2 separate regions of the Sus scrofa genome follow, and region 2 is linked to region 1. The links are chromatin contacts, called in public HiChIP or PLAC-seq maps. All regions are on one chromosome and are shown on one strand. The core of a region is the stretch at or near the end of the contact, and the rest is flanking DNA. Distances in the headings are between cores, read along the strand shown.

Region 1 (7,072 bases), core at 1,596-4,095:
ACCGAGGACCCTCAGTGGCTGGCAGCCGAGGGACAGACCTGTCCGGGGGTGCTGGTGTCCCCCGAGCAAGGCCATCAGGACCTGGCTTCTCACTGGGGCCCCAGACCTTCCCTTTCACCTGCTGGCTGGGCGCCTGGACCCCACCTGCCTGCTTCCGAGATTTCCAGACCCTGCTGGGGAAGCTGGGGAGCAAGGGCCCAGGGACAGGAGGGCAGGTTCCAACCCCGGCTCCGTCTCGTCCGCCCCTGACCGGCTGTCACATCTCTGCCTCCTCTTTTGGCCAGGCACGCATGGTATCATAACGACAGTGAGTGGTTGAGCATTTTCTAAAATGCTTTACACTGAACATCTCTTATATGTAAAACGCATGTCTGCTCTGACGCAGGGAGCGGTGCCCGCCAGCCCGTCCGTCGGAACCGCGTCATCCCTTTGTAATGGTTAAAAGAAACTAGAGGATGTTGCGATACGTGAGCAATCAGAACTTCAGACTTCAGTGCCCATAACGTTTGTTTGTTGTAGTAAAAGATAACTTCACATCAAACTCACCCTTTTCACCATTTTCAAGTGTGGGGGCTGTGCAGCCTTCCTCGCCCGCCCTCGTCCCACGCGAGCCTCTGTAAATAAAGTTTTATTGGCACATGGCCATACTCGCATGTTTGTCTCCGGTCTCTGGCTGCTCTTGTGCTGCCAGGGCAGAGTTGAGTAGTTGCAACAGGGACGGCATGGCCTGCAAAGCCAGAAATATTTACCGTCTGGCCCTTTCCAGAAGAAGCGTGCTGACCCCTGCCCTAGTGCACATTCTTGTCACATCCTGTGCAGTTGCCATGGTAGCCATCCAGCTGGTCCCCTGATCGTTCCCCTCCAGGCTGTCTGCCCTTGGGGTGCTTTTCCTAGGAGACACGGCTGTGGGTTAAACCCCAGTTTAACACGTCGTCCGTTAAAATCCTCTAGCGGCATCTCACAGACTCACGTTGCGTTGCTGGGAACGCCAGTCCCAGAAAAATATGGTATTAAAGGCTCTGGAAAGTCCTGCAGAAAAGAACCCTGCTGGGCATTGATTAATCTAATACCATCCAACATGGACTGACCGCAAAGCTGTTATTTTTTCGAATCCCCTAGGAACATCCTCCGGCAGGGGTCGGCAAAGTTGCATGTAAAGAGCCAGATAGGCAGTTCCCGCTGTGGCGCAGTGGAAATGAATCCAGCTAGTATCTGTGAGGATTCGGGTTTGATCCCCGGCCTCGCTCAGTGGGTCAAGGACCCAGCATTGCCATGAGCTGCCGTGTAGGCTGACAGCTGTAACTCCGATTCGACCTTGTAGCCTGGGAACTTCCAATGTGCCACGGGTGCGGCCCTAAAAAGCAAAAATAAATAAATAAAAATAAGAGCCAGATGGTAAAATACTTTAGGCTTTGTGGTTTCAGCTCTGCTGTAAAGTCACTATAGCTAATACCTCAGTGATGGACACGCTCCAGTAATATTTTATGTAGAAACGTAAAACAGGCCGGATTGGGTGCGCTGAGCCCTGCTCTTAGGACCAGCAACATCACACCACCTGGGCCCACTCCAGACCTGATGGACTGGGAACTCGAGGCAGGGCGAGGGGCTGCAGTCTGCATCCTAACCAGCCCTCCCCACCAGCTAGCATGTGAGAGCCCCCCACCCCCCCGGCCGGCCCTGCTCCAGAAGCACAAACACGGTTCAGGAGCAAAGCCAACATTAGCAGGGATGGAAGGCCCTTCGAGAGCTGGTCTCTGGCCAGGATCTCTCCCTCACTAGCAGTTCTGTGGTCCAGGTGAGCTCCCTGTCGGGCCTGGGCCACAGCACCCTTTCTCCAAGCCCATGCGTTTGCACAGGAATCCTTCCGTCTGGAGCAGGTCCCTTCTCTTGCTGCCTCCCGCCTCTTCCCTAACTTCTGGTCCCTCATGACTCAGCTCGGGTGTCCCCTGTCTTGGAGGCATGTTTGGAGCCTCCCGGCCCCACCCGCAGGGTTTTCCTCCTCTGCGCCTCCGTCCTGTCTGCATCCCTGAGCAGAGCACTTCGTGTGTGGGATACCGCCTGCATGGGGACGCCTCCCTCACCCCTGTATTCCCAGCACGCACGGGGCACCCCAGAATGATATGGAATAGCTCAGTGAATGAGCAAAGAACCCCAGGCTTGGGGCCTGACTCGCGGGTTTCACCCGAGGCGCCTGGTCCCCGCGTGCTGGGACCTGGGGACGTTGAGTCGGCACCTGGGAGTCCCTGGCTGGCTGTGGTTCTGGGGGCGTTCACAGTCGGGGGGCGGGGGTTCCGGTCATTTCCTCTTCTCCCCGCCTCTGACTCACTGATTGATTGATGTTTGGAAATTGTGACTCATCTCGTTAGAGAAGAAAAAGGAAATTTTACTCTGCTCTCCCTCCCTCCCTTTCAAATAAGCAATAAATACAAGCGGCTGACATTCTGCTTGGTGCAGTCAGAAGCATTTAAGTGCATTTCTGGTTTTCGTAATTGGTAGCTTCTTGTGGAAAGGTGCTTATTAGAAGAAGAAAACTTTTCTTGTGTCTCTGTTTTCGGCCTTCTTGTCTATAACATCATAAAGAGAGCGGGTATGGGAACGGCGTAGATACTTGCAGCAGTTCGCGTTTTAGCCGATGAGAGTTAGAAGCTGCTTCTCTTTTAGTAAGAAATGCGAGGGTCCCCTCTCCGCCTTCGGGGTTTCACAATGAACTCACCGAGGTGGTGAGTAACGATGTCTTAAGCTGGTTTATTAAATGTGAAAGAATGAGGTGTCCTAGGCTGACGTCGTGTGCCGAATGTGGACAAGGCCTGGGCCAGCTGGACACGAGGCCTGGGCCCGGGCTGGTGCCAGAACACCGCCCAACTTGACCGTGCCCGTTGTGTCTCACGACACGGACGATTGAAGTGGACACACGGCCTTGAGTTGTAAGAGTCTTCTCCTGGGAAATAAAAAAAAATAAATAAATAAATAAAAAGGCGTTCCTCCCTTCTCTGCGATGTGGGAATGAGAGCTTGACTCCTCGGGGCCTTTCCTCCTCTTCAGGTTCAGCACATCCTTGATGTGTTAGGTTCTCGGTTCTGGAAAACTTAACCAGTGAAGTCAGCATCGTTTCAAAACGTAACTCTAAGTAAGGGCTCAGTAAATGCTAGTTGTAATGTTTTTTTTTTTTGTTTGTTTGTCTTTTTGCTTTTTCTAGGGCCGCTCCCGCGGCATATGGAGGTTCCCAGGCCAGGGGTCCAGTCGGAGCTGCAGCCAACAGCCTACGCCAGAGCCACAGCAACGCGGGATCCGAGCCGCGTCTGTGACCTAAACCACAGCTCACAGCAACGCCGGATCCTTAACCCACTGAGCAAGGCCAGGGATCGAACCCGCAAGCTCATGGTTCCTAGTCGGATTTGTTAACCCCTGTGCCATGACGGGAACTCCTAGTTGTAATTATTTTGTTAGCACCATCCTCGTTACCGGCCAGGCATAATGCCTAGCTTCTAGGGAGGCACTTTGCTGTATTATCTAATTCCTTGTGCAAAAGAGCCTTGCGAGGCAGGTGCCCCCCTTTCCCCACTGTAGCGCAGTAACGCTGCAGCCTAGAGGGACAGTGACTTCCGGAATCGCTTCCTTCCGGCCACACGCTGTCCACAGGTGCGGCCGAGAGGTCTGTATACCCAGTGCGCCACACTCTCTGCTGGGCAGGACCCAGCTCCACGGCGCCCAGTGCCTGGAGTCTCCCCAAGTAAGGAATGGATCACAAAGGAGTATTGTAACTGGGGAGCTGTTTCAGCGCAGGTTCCAGGAACGGAGAAGATGACATGGGATCCACTCGGTCCCTTCTCCCTGGTGGGTCCCCTGCTGCTGCTGTGAAGGGGAAGAGGAGGAGAGGAGGAACAGCTCACTTGTCAGTAATAAAGGCAGCCGCCCTGGGCTGTATGCCTGCCCTGGGCCGAGCCTTTTCCGTTTCTTCGCCTCCGTAGTCTTGACACCTCCCTGTGAGGCGGGCACAGTATCCTGCCCACTTCGCAGATAGGGAAACTGAGGAACGCGCCCAGGCCCCTGAGCTGGCCAACGGCCGAGCTGGGCTTCTGCCCCCACAGCCGGGTGCTTCACCCTTACTCTGCCCTCCCGACAGCCTGCCCCGTCCCAGGTGTGGCCCTTGCTACTGCAGCCAGCTGAGGGCCCAGTCACTAGGCCCCCTGCCCTGGGGCAAAGAGCAGGGGTTGGCCTGGAGCCCTTCCCACTAAGGGCAGTCACGTGAGGGAACAGCAGAGGGTGGGGGCCAAGGCTTGGACCTGGAGTGGTGGCTGCCCAGGGGCTCGAGGTGCCACAGACCTAAGCGCCAGGACTTAGCCTCCACCCTGAAGCAGCCTGGGACTTGCCAGGCCTTGTTTGGAAAGGCAGACAGGAAGGAGCAGGTTGGGCAGGGGGAGCGTGTGCACGGGGTCCCTCCACGCCGTGCGGCCCGTGGCCCGCTGACGGAGGGTGGCAGGGCCTCCGTCACGCTGTGCCCTCGACACTTAGGTCATTTCCATTTCTGTATTGGGAATGGCCTTTGCAGATACTGGTTATATTTATCACCAGCTAACTTATCAGCTTATGGCACCAGATATGCGAAACTGTGGCCTGACTCATCGAAGAATAGATGGCTGCTGACTCGATCAGCTTTAAAAATCAGACGGATTATGAAATCAGCTTTTCCCTCAGAAAACCGCGCAGTGGTCTAACGCATGTTTGTTCAGACACTTCTGAAAACACTTGCCTTAAACATGGTCTCCTCCATTGACCCAACAAGCCCGTTTGTTTTTTTTCACTCCCTCAAGGAAGACAATTAGAAAGGTGACCAAAGCTTTCTGAACAAGAATGTTTACCAGGGACTTATTTATAATATTGAAAAATGGGAACTGCCTGGTGTCCAAAACAGGGACAGTTATTACTTTCTGTTAAACTCATTCATCGGAGTGATTATGTAACTGATACTGTTTTCTGAGACTGTTTAATAACATGGGAAGTGATTATGATATAAACTAAGGGAAGATGCTCTATCACCCTCATTTTATGGAAGAAAAATATGCAGATGTATAAACAACACGAATACATACATATACGGCATAATATATGCAAATGCCTATTATTTATGCAAAAGGCCTGATACAAGTACACAGGAAAAAAGACCAGAGGAAGATAATTCAAGAGTCTTAGCGTGCCTTATTTCTGGATGGTGTTAGGTTTGATTTAAATGTGATTACTTTTTAATTTGAAAACAATGGGAAACTGTTCAACTCTCCAAAAAAGAAAAGACTCTTTTTGAAAGGCTCTGGTATTTAGTAATCCATTCACCAGGCATTTTTAAGCAGGAAAACAGAAGTTAAGACGGGAGTCCCAGGGAGTTCCCGTCGTGGCTCAGTGGAAATGATTCTGACTAGTAACCGTGAAGGTGCAGGTTTGATTCCTGCCCTCACCCAGTGGGTTAAGGATCCAGCGTTGCCATGAGCTGTGGTGTAGGTCGCAGATGCCGCTTGGATCTGACACGGCTGTGGCTGTGGCTGTGGCCAGCAGCTGCAGCTGCGATTTAAGCCCTAGCGTGGGAACTTTTGTGTGGCACAGGCACGGCCCTAAAAAGCAAAAAAAACAAACAAACAAACAAACAAAAAAACAAAACCAAAAAAGACCAGATTCCCAGCAGTTCTCTTGTGGTGCAGCAGGTGAAAGATCCAGCATTGTCGTTGCAGCAGCTCGGGTCATTGCTGTGGCAGGTTCAATCCCAGGCCTGGGAACTTCCATATGCTTCGGGCATGGCAAAAAAAAAAGAAAAGAAAGACAGGGCTCCCATTTACTTGCTGGGGTCCCCGGGCGAGTAATTCAGCCTCTGAACCTCAGTGTGCTCATCTGGGAGATGGGGGCCTCCTCGCACCCATCTCCTAGAGTTGTTGAAGGGATGCGGCGAGACAAGGTGCGTGAGCCCCCGGCGGGAACACGTCTGGAATATCTGCTGTTACGGCTCATACTGTTGTCATTGTGGCTGAAGGCCCAGCCGTGTGCCAGGCTCCGAGTGAAGTGGGACAGGCCTGAAAGTGGGTAAAAATAGTCCCCATCCTGGAGCGTGGGGCCTCGTGGTGGGTGGGGGCCCACGGGGCGGAGGACCACGGTCCGGGAGCTCCGGGGGGCGGGGGTGGAAACGGGTGTCGTGGCCCAGCCGGAACCCAGGGGTGACGCTGCCAGCCAGCTCAGGGCCTGCCGAGGCCGCAGGCCGAGTCAGCAGCGTGGAGGAGACAGACTTGACTCTGTGGGTGGGAGGGGTGACCAAAAGGGAGTCTGGGGTGACACTGAGGCTCTAACTGGGGCATCTACCCAAGAGAGAGTTCTTTTTATATCATAGGGAGATGATACCTTTATTTTAAGGAAAAACAAGACTCTTTTCCAGAGGGTTCACCACGCCTGTGTGTGTGTGTATGTGTGTGAGACGAGCTCCGGGAGTGTGGCTGTGACTGGGCATTCGCCTGGCATCACCACTTCTGAGGCGCCCCCGCTTTCTCTAACTCGCCCCCAGGACTGTTTGCTATTTCTTGTCACCCAACCTCATCTAAGGAGCATCTTGCTCTGCTCTCCCAAGCACCTTGCTTTTCCAGCCTCTCGTTATACGGCAGGCCAGGTGGCACTCCCACCCCAAAACGGGCACAGGAGAAGTTGGGGCGCCCTGCCCCCAGGCGCTGTCAGGAGGCTCCCTCTGCTTCTTAGAGCGGTGTGCAGAAACCATGCAAGCCCAAGTAAGATCTCTAATTATTTCTGTTGAAACCGATTATATTGAGGGCGGAGTGCATTGCCTTTAATTTCTTTGTGCGTGGTTTTTTTTTTTTTTTTCCCTCCTTACAAGAAGTATATTCATTTCTTTCCTGTTTGTTCCTGCTTGATTTGGGGAGGCTGCTGTTTTCATTGCCTAATTAATGGGGAGATGTTCTGCTGAGGATTTCGTCGTGGACGGATCCTCTGTTTGAACATGGTACAACCTGTGGACCCTTTAAAACATAGTTACGTCCTTGCCTCTTTATAGGGCAATAACTGGATTAATTTTGCAATGCTTTTA
Region 2 (7,072 bases), core at 2,913-5,412, 220 kb after region 1:
CCCTCCTCTTTGGTGTGGGCTTTAAAAAAAAAAAAAAATCAAACCCACATATTAAAAGGGGGCTTTTTATCTGCCATCTAATGGCTTCAGAGCGATAATACACTATTATCTTCTTAAACCAGGAAAAAAGGGGGGGGGGATTTTTCAGAAAAATTTAAAAAGAAAGTTTTTGTAGCTGTTCAGTTGCCACTAAGAGATTGCACAGTCAAACCGACTCTAAACACACTAGTTTGGATTCCTAAATATTTTCAAGTAAAGAATCTTCTCCTTTGAAACTTTGAATTAAAAGTAAAACACATTTACTCCACATATTTTTTAACAAAAAAGAAAAGTCACATCAGGAAAATATCTGATTTTGTGGTAGCTGACGTAGTGTTTTCTTGTACGTGAATAGACTCCTGACATGTAGTGCACATTGATCCATAGCTTTAACTGACTCTGGGCTTTTGCTGACCAGGGTTTGTTTAATACACTCCATTCTAGGCCAAATCAGGACAAAAAGGAAAGATCCGAATCTAGGTATTTTATAATCTGCTTTTTAACCTCTAACCGCAGAGCACGCTGATCAGACCTCATATCTCGGAGGTGTAGGAGACAAGTTAGAACTGTAGCATGTACCCGTTCATTTTGTTTAATTTATGGTGTCTTACGTCTGTGTTAGTGTGTCTGCACACGTGCGAGCGTTGAAAGGAAGGAGGAAAGAGTAGGCCGCGAAGGTCGCCGCAGGCATTTCTGGGGCCCGCCCCTCGCCCCTCGTAGGCAGCAGTCTTTCCGTGACACAGAAGGCACCACACCTCACACCACTCTCCCGGGCGCCTGATGGACTGAGCCCCACCAGGGGACGCCACTCCCTGGGCCTGGGCAGGGCTCACGAGCACTCTCTCTCTCTCTCTCCCTCTCCCTCTCTCTCTCTCTCCCTTTCTTCCCACCACAAGCACTGATGACTGTTGACGTCGTGGGAAGCCTCCTTCCTTCCCTGCAGAAGAGAGAACGTGGCAGTCTGGGCTCGGCTCCCACCCCCGTAGAGATGCCCAAACTCACACCAAAACGTCGATGCTCTTCCCTTCCAGACTAGACCATTGGCCCTCCATCCATTTCGCCTCTTGGAACGTTCTTTTCTGCACAGTTTAGGGCAGTCGAAGTACAAATCAAAAGTCTAACTTGTCTCTGATTCCTCCTGTCGTCTATGTGTATATGCGTGAGAACAGAGGTGGATGAGAGTGTGCGTGTGTGCGTGTGTGCAATTTTATACGTCTGTGTATTTTCTTAAGTACCTGTGCACACATAGAGTGCATTACTGCCACCTTTTTTCAATAAGCTGTTTTATCAGTTATGGCTTCTACAAGTTTGCTAATTTAGACTCCTTTATTGCCATATCTTTAAACTAACAATAGATGATTTCGGTATATATATATATTTTTTTTTGCTTATTTATAGGTGCTGTATTTTATTATCTGATTGTTAGGAAGGGATGAAAGGGGCAAATATTCTTTAGAGGGATAGACTGCCGGCAGTATTGGGTATAATTTACAAGATGTAGTTGTCATACTGTATATTACTGATTGAAAACTTTTTGACCGTATTGTGTATCATTGAAACCTTTGTCTTAGGTCAACATCTTTGGATGACATTTTAATGGTGCATTCATTATTTCTTAAGTTTAATTAATATTACCTTTTTTTTGATTTGGGGGGGTGGGAGGGAGTTCTAATTTTAAAGGTATGCTCCCGCTATTACACCTCAGTGTGCTTGTATTAATTAACTTGTAGGACTTTGTAAGATGTGAAACCACATTTCTTGCATGATGTTTTAGAAATTATGTATTTCATTTACAGTCTTTTTAACCTGCGACTGCAGCACTTAGTTCAAGTTTTCACAAACTTAAGAGTCACTACACTAAAGACAATGCCTTTTCATGAATGAGAAGTTTTCAGAAGGCTCTAGGAGGCTGGGAGGCAGGCCGTTTGTCTTTTGATGGTTGCATATCACCTCTGAACTTGAAATCTGGTTCAGTGAGCAGAGAATTCAAAACGGAGGAGCTTAAGGGGAAACCGGATTCACATCTGGCTGAATTCAGGTGCACTGAGCAGAGTTGGCATTTGTGCCCCTCAGGACAGTGAGTAGCAGAGCCCCTGGCAGGACTGTGGTGTCCTCTCCACGAGAACCTCGAGGAGGAATGTGTGGTCATCGCGTGTGATGAATCTCCAAATACCTGGCTTTCATTAGACGCAAAGCAGGGCGCTAGCAGGGCAGACTAGGGTAGCGTTTTCGTTTGAAAGGCATGACTGTTATTTACTAAGGTGTTAAATCGGAGGAAATTGAAAAAGTCTAAATCTGTCCATCCTAGTGGCCAAATAGTAACGTCTAAAACAGCCGCCTTGGCTCTTCCAGGCAGTTTCGTCATTTTTGTTGGTTTCGGTTTCTTTAACTAGGGTACTGTTGATTTCCATTCTATCTCTGTGGCCAGACGTAACATCTGGGTGCTCGATACAATCAGTTGGTTCAAGTTTGCTTGCAGTTCCATGTTCGTATTTTTTCTCTATTTATTTTTTTTTTTTAATGGCGATCCCAACCCTATGATCTCTTGTGTTAAGCTATCTATCGCTATCTGTCATACTCTGAAGAGCTGCCACTAACTAACAGGAACCTGGAGGGGGGAGCGGGCCCCTCCTCTTTGTGCCCCTCAGCTTGAGTCCAAGGGTTGATCTTTCATCTTGATAAGCAATATTCAAGTGCCTTGAACAGCGTCCTCTCCGCGGGGTTTACCTTCAGCTGGCTGGCGTTCCAAGCAGTAGCTCCCACAGGCAGCTGCCCCCTTCCTCTTTACGCTCCACCAGTTTAAAAAGCTGATTTGTACCTCTCCCCTGGGGAAAACGGTTCCGTAGAAAACACTAACACTTAATTACAAGCTCCATTATAACCATCTTAAATGGCTTCTTTTGGTTAATTGGAGGCAGTGTTCCTAACTTCAGGTTTTTGCCATTGCTTAGCCGGCTCAGTGGAGGTTCAGCGTGCAGCGAGTGTCCGCCTTCAGCCTCTTGACCCTTGGCTCCTGCTCACGTCCCCACGGGGCGTCTCAGATGGAAGGGGTGTGGGTTCTGTCCTAGACCCGCGCCCGCTCACTCGTGCCACCTGGCTCCCAGAGGACCTCTCCCCTTGAACTTCTGGGTCGAGATGTCTGTGATGTCTGCCTACCAGCGCGCCCTTGTTTAGCAAGGATTATCACAGCCCTGTAGCTCCGCTCGGTGTTTCGCCGAGCCCACCCCGCTGAAGCACATCACGAGACACGGTGGCTCAGGGTCGGCAGATTTGGAAGGAAGCTCCAGGAAATGGCAGGATCTTGACTCGTGTGACTGCTCTCAGGCCAGGGCCACCAAGTCTGGGAAAGTGACTGAGGCCGCAGGCTAACCAGCCATGACCTCTCTCGAACCGTTTCCCTACACTTCCAACGCACAGGTGCCTCCCTGCTCATCGCCCTCCTGTGCGCAGCTTCGTTTTTCTCCCCCATTGAAAAGCCAGACATGCTGGTCGGTGGTCCAGATCCAGAGTACAGCAGGGCTTTGGGGGACATGTTCCTCTGTGCCCCCTGCCGCCAGCAGTGAGAGACCCTCCCAGGCCCAGCCAGCAGCCCCAGGAGGAAGGAAACACCCAAAGGCCTCCCCCACCCGGGGCCACACCAGCCCTGCAGCCCGGAGCAGGCCAAGCGCAGGACAGGTTTTACGCACGCTCTGGCATCTGACTACCCTAAGGTCACCCAGCAGTCCTGTCCTAAGAGATTGAGCTGAGAGTCCCCAGACGGTCCCATCTGCAGGCAGGTACCTTCCTGGCTCACGTGGGACCAGACGTCTCTGTCCCCCCTGAACTCACCTCCTTTCACGCAGGGGTGATCAGCGAACTCTATTGACTTTCTATGCAATGTTTTTCATTCCTCTGACTGTAGAACAGACCTCCCTGCAAACAGCAGAGGAGCCAGGGGAACAGAACACATGTCCTTCTGGGATTAGCACAAAGTGAGACAGTGACAGGGGCTGTAGGTCTTGAGCTGGGGGACAACAGCCTTCACCTTAAATGCACTTTGGCAGGCACCTCTGGACTGGCTCTAAAAACAAGACTCTGCCCTTAGCCGGCGCAAGCCGCTGCCCTCTGAGGCCAGCGAGCCAGCTGGCGGGAGACGGAGCAGGCGAGGTCCCGGCGTGCATGCGTGGCGAGCGTGGTGGGCTGGTAGCCGCACCCCTTCAGGCTGGGCGTTCGGCTCCCCCCCGGGTGTCATCCTCATCTGTCCCCTTCTACCTCACTGAGCATGCTCCCGCGAGACCTTACCCCTCGCCCCCCAGAGCTGTCAGGCAAGTGAGATTGGGGAAGCGAAAAATCTAGAAGCCTGGTGTCTGTGAGCATCTCTTGGCCTGGTGGGCAGGTGGCTTCCCTTTTTTGTGACACAGCTGTGCCCCGCGAGGCCCACGGACTTTTCTCTTGGCTTCCACCTGTTCCTGAAACTCTCACAGCTGTTTCCTTTGCAGGCAGGCGCGGCCTCGCGCCTCGGAGCGTCTCGCCTTGGGCCTGCCTGTGCCCTCTGGCCATTCCTGTCCAGCTGTTTCGGTCCGTCACAGCCCTCTCCCTGCCCTGGGCTGCCCCTCGGCGGCCCTCTGAGGACACTTCCCTGGGATTCCTTCCCGGCACGGGGGGGACTCTGTCATCTCTGGCCCTGGGACGTTGTCATTTCAGCCCTTCTGTGAGAAGCATCCCAGGGACAGGAGAGGATCCGGCCTTCTCCAGCCCACATGTATGGTCTTTGGTCACGTGACCCTTTCTCCCTAAAACTATATAGGCCGCTTTCCACACCGAGCCGAAGAAGAGCAGCTCCCGGGGCTGCTGGGTGGATGTGGGGCCACCCACGCTGGTGTCCAAATGAGAGGAATCGGGAAGGACCCCGCGTGTGGAAATCGTGCCGCTTGGGCCTTGATGGCGCGCGGGGAGCCTTCTTGAACCCAGTCCAGCTCCTGTCGCAAGCAGTAAGAGCTGGCCTGGGATCCCGACGTGATGTATGTCTAGTCCCCAGTGCGCTGACTGTCGGCCTGGCCAGCATACCTGCTTGCTAAGGGGATGGGCCCCTCTCCCACTACCATGCCCGTCCGTTTCTGCCTTTTCGTAGATGAAAACTACCGGGACAAGAAGGGAAAGCAAGTTCCCAGTTAGAGTGCTGAGAAGGTCCAGCCTGCGAGACTCTTGAGAGATGTACTGAGCGCCGAGGCCAGAGCACTCGGGTTGCACGGAGGCTGGAGGTGGCAGAGGAGGGGTGCGGGGCGCGGCGGGCCGAGCATGAAATGAGCCCTGCCCCAGAGTCTGCCCTACTCTGGCAGCCCCGGCAGCCCGGGGACCTCACCCCTGGTCAGGGAGAAGGAAATAGGATTTCCGCCCACCTCCCTGTGGGTCCCCTGGCCGGACCTGCCCCCACCGGCCCAGGCCCGACCACCCGCCTCCATCCCCACCTCCCCTCCAAAGAGACGTACGCACTGACAGTGGCCTCCTCCCTGTTTTCATTTTTGGATGAAGTGACATTTAGCTTTAACAAGACATTTCCAAAGCGCCTAGTCTCCTCCAGAATGCTAACTTTAAAAGTTGGGCATGGCAGGTGAAGAACCTATAAAAAAAAAAAAAAAATTTTAAACTTAAAAAAAAATTTTTTTAAAGACATTAGGCTAGGCATAAATGTCCACTTCCCCATCCCCGTTATTAAACGTTTAAAATACCTTTGAGTTGCTTTTCCTGGATCATTTTAGTTTATCCAATAATGTTAAAATGCATAGGCTGCGTGACTGTAATTTCTGTAGTGTTTAGGCTTTAATTTCTACCACAAAATGTGCTATATGCTATGTATCAAGCTTTCTGTGATCAGAAAGGAAAGGTGCCTTATATCCCAATGTCACGGCTACATCCCTATGGAAAATAATCAGAAGCACAGTGTGTACAGAAGCATTGGGGCTTCCGCTGGTGAAACCAGACGCCAGTCAGCAAGATGCATTGAAGTGGCACGGGGCTGCTTTTGTTTTATGCTTCCTTTCTTCTCCTTTTTCATTTTTTCTCCTCCCGCCCCCCCCCCCCCGCTTCTTTTTTCCTTTGTTCGTAGTTTGCTTTAAACAGAAAGCACTTAAATAGAGGATTATGTGTAAAAGCTCTGTGCAATAGAAATCATTTTCCTTCTTTTTAAGAGATAATGTATTGCACACCAAATGAACTCAAAGTAAGCTTTAGACCAGGACGATTCAGGTTGTGGATGCGTAGAATGAGTTTGTTCACTGTAGTTCCGTTTGTTCACGAACTGATGGGAAAACAGGCCTCCCTCCACCGCCTCCCCCCCACCCCCGCCCGCCGCCACCGTCGCCACCGCCGCCGCCGCCGCCACGCATCTCAGCCTGCCTCTTGCTGACCCCCAGGCTCCGTGTGTAGGGCCCACGGGCGCCCCCCAGAACTGCTGGCTGGGTGGCAGGTGGGCAGGGAGGGGCAGTCTGCGACCCAGCCGCTGAGAACCCTCCCGAGGGCAAGACCACCGCCATCCCCTTCCAGCCCTTAGCGTTCCTCGTTGAGATGGATTGACTGCTACTGACCCGCCAGCGTGCGAGAGGGTAATTATAAAAGGATGTTTCCTTGAGGGGAAAAAAAAAAAAAAGAAATTCTATCCTCTTCTATTTATTATTAGGTTGATCATTTAAGTACGTATCAGGAGTGTGTTGTTGTTCTGTGTGTTGTTGTTGTTTTTATGAATGCTTTTTGCTCTCACTCCAGTGGTGACTGTCTTCTGCCTCCAGCCCTCCCCCGCCCCAAACCACCCAAGGGCCTGGGGCGGGGGGCGCGGGGCGTGCAGAGGGGGCGTCTCCAGCAGAAGCAGTGTCTCCCGAGGAGCCGCGCGGCAACGGGTGGTCTCCACGTGGCTAACGTGTCAGAGCGAGAGAGTCGATGCCCAGCAGTGACAAAACCTACCAGTGTGAGGAGGGGCCGGGTTGCAGGACACTCGTGGGCGGGGCTGCAGGGGAGACTCAGAGAAAGCCGAGTTCAGTTCCCCCAAAGCCTCCTAGAG

Evidence for each region. HiChIP or PLAC-seq counts read pairs in DNA pulled down with a chosen protein or histone mark.
Region 2: a contact with region 1 is called in an H3K27ac HiChIP or PLAC-seq map of skeletal muscle, with 2.9 times the contacts expected there. The contact joins two enhancer-like sites.

What each region holds. Positions count from the first base shown.
Region 1 is chr3:9,421,661-9,428,732 of Sscrofa11.1, forward strand. The region is part of intron 2 of CUX1 (protein CASP); the gene reads left to right. Among named protein-coding and RNA genes, the nearest start is that of CUX1, 110 kb to the left of the region's middle. Within about 2 kb of position 2,846, at least 13 of the 83 cell types and tissues checked have an H3K27ac peak or open chromatin away from gene starts, as enhancers often do. A contact at or near this core is called in skeletal muscle, where this site is marked.
Region 2 is chr3:9,644,844-9,651,915 of Sscrofa11.1, forward strand. The region is part of intron 14 of CUX1 (protein CASP); the gene reads left to right. LOC110259891 (a long non-coding RNA gene) reads right to left here. Exons shown (of 2, transcript XR_002342310.1): 2 at 2,496-7,072. Among named protein-coding and RNA genes, the nearest start is that of SH2B2, 22 kb to the right of the region's middle. Within about 2 kb of position 4,163, at least 5 of the 83 cell types and tissues checked have an H3K27ac peak or open chromatin away from gene starts, as enhancers often do. A contact at or near this core is called in skeletal muscle, where this site is marked.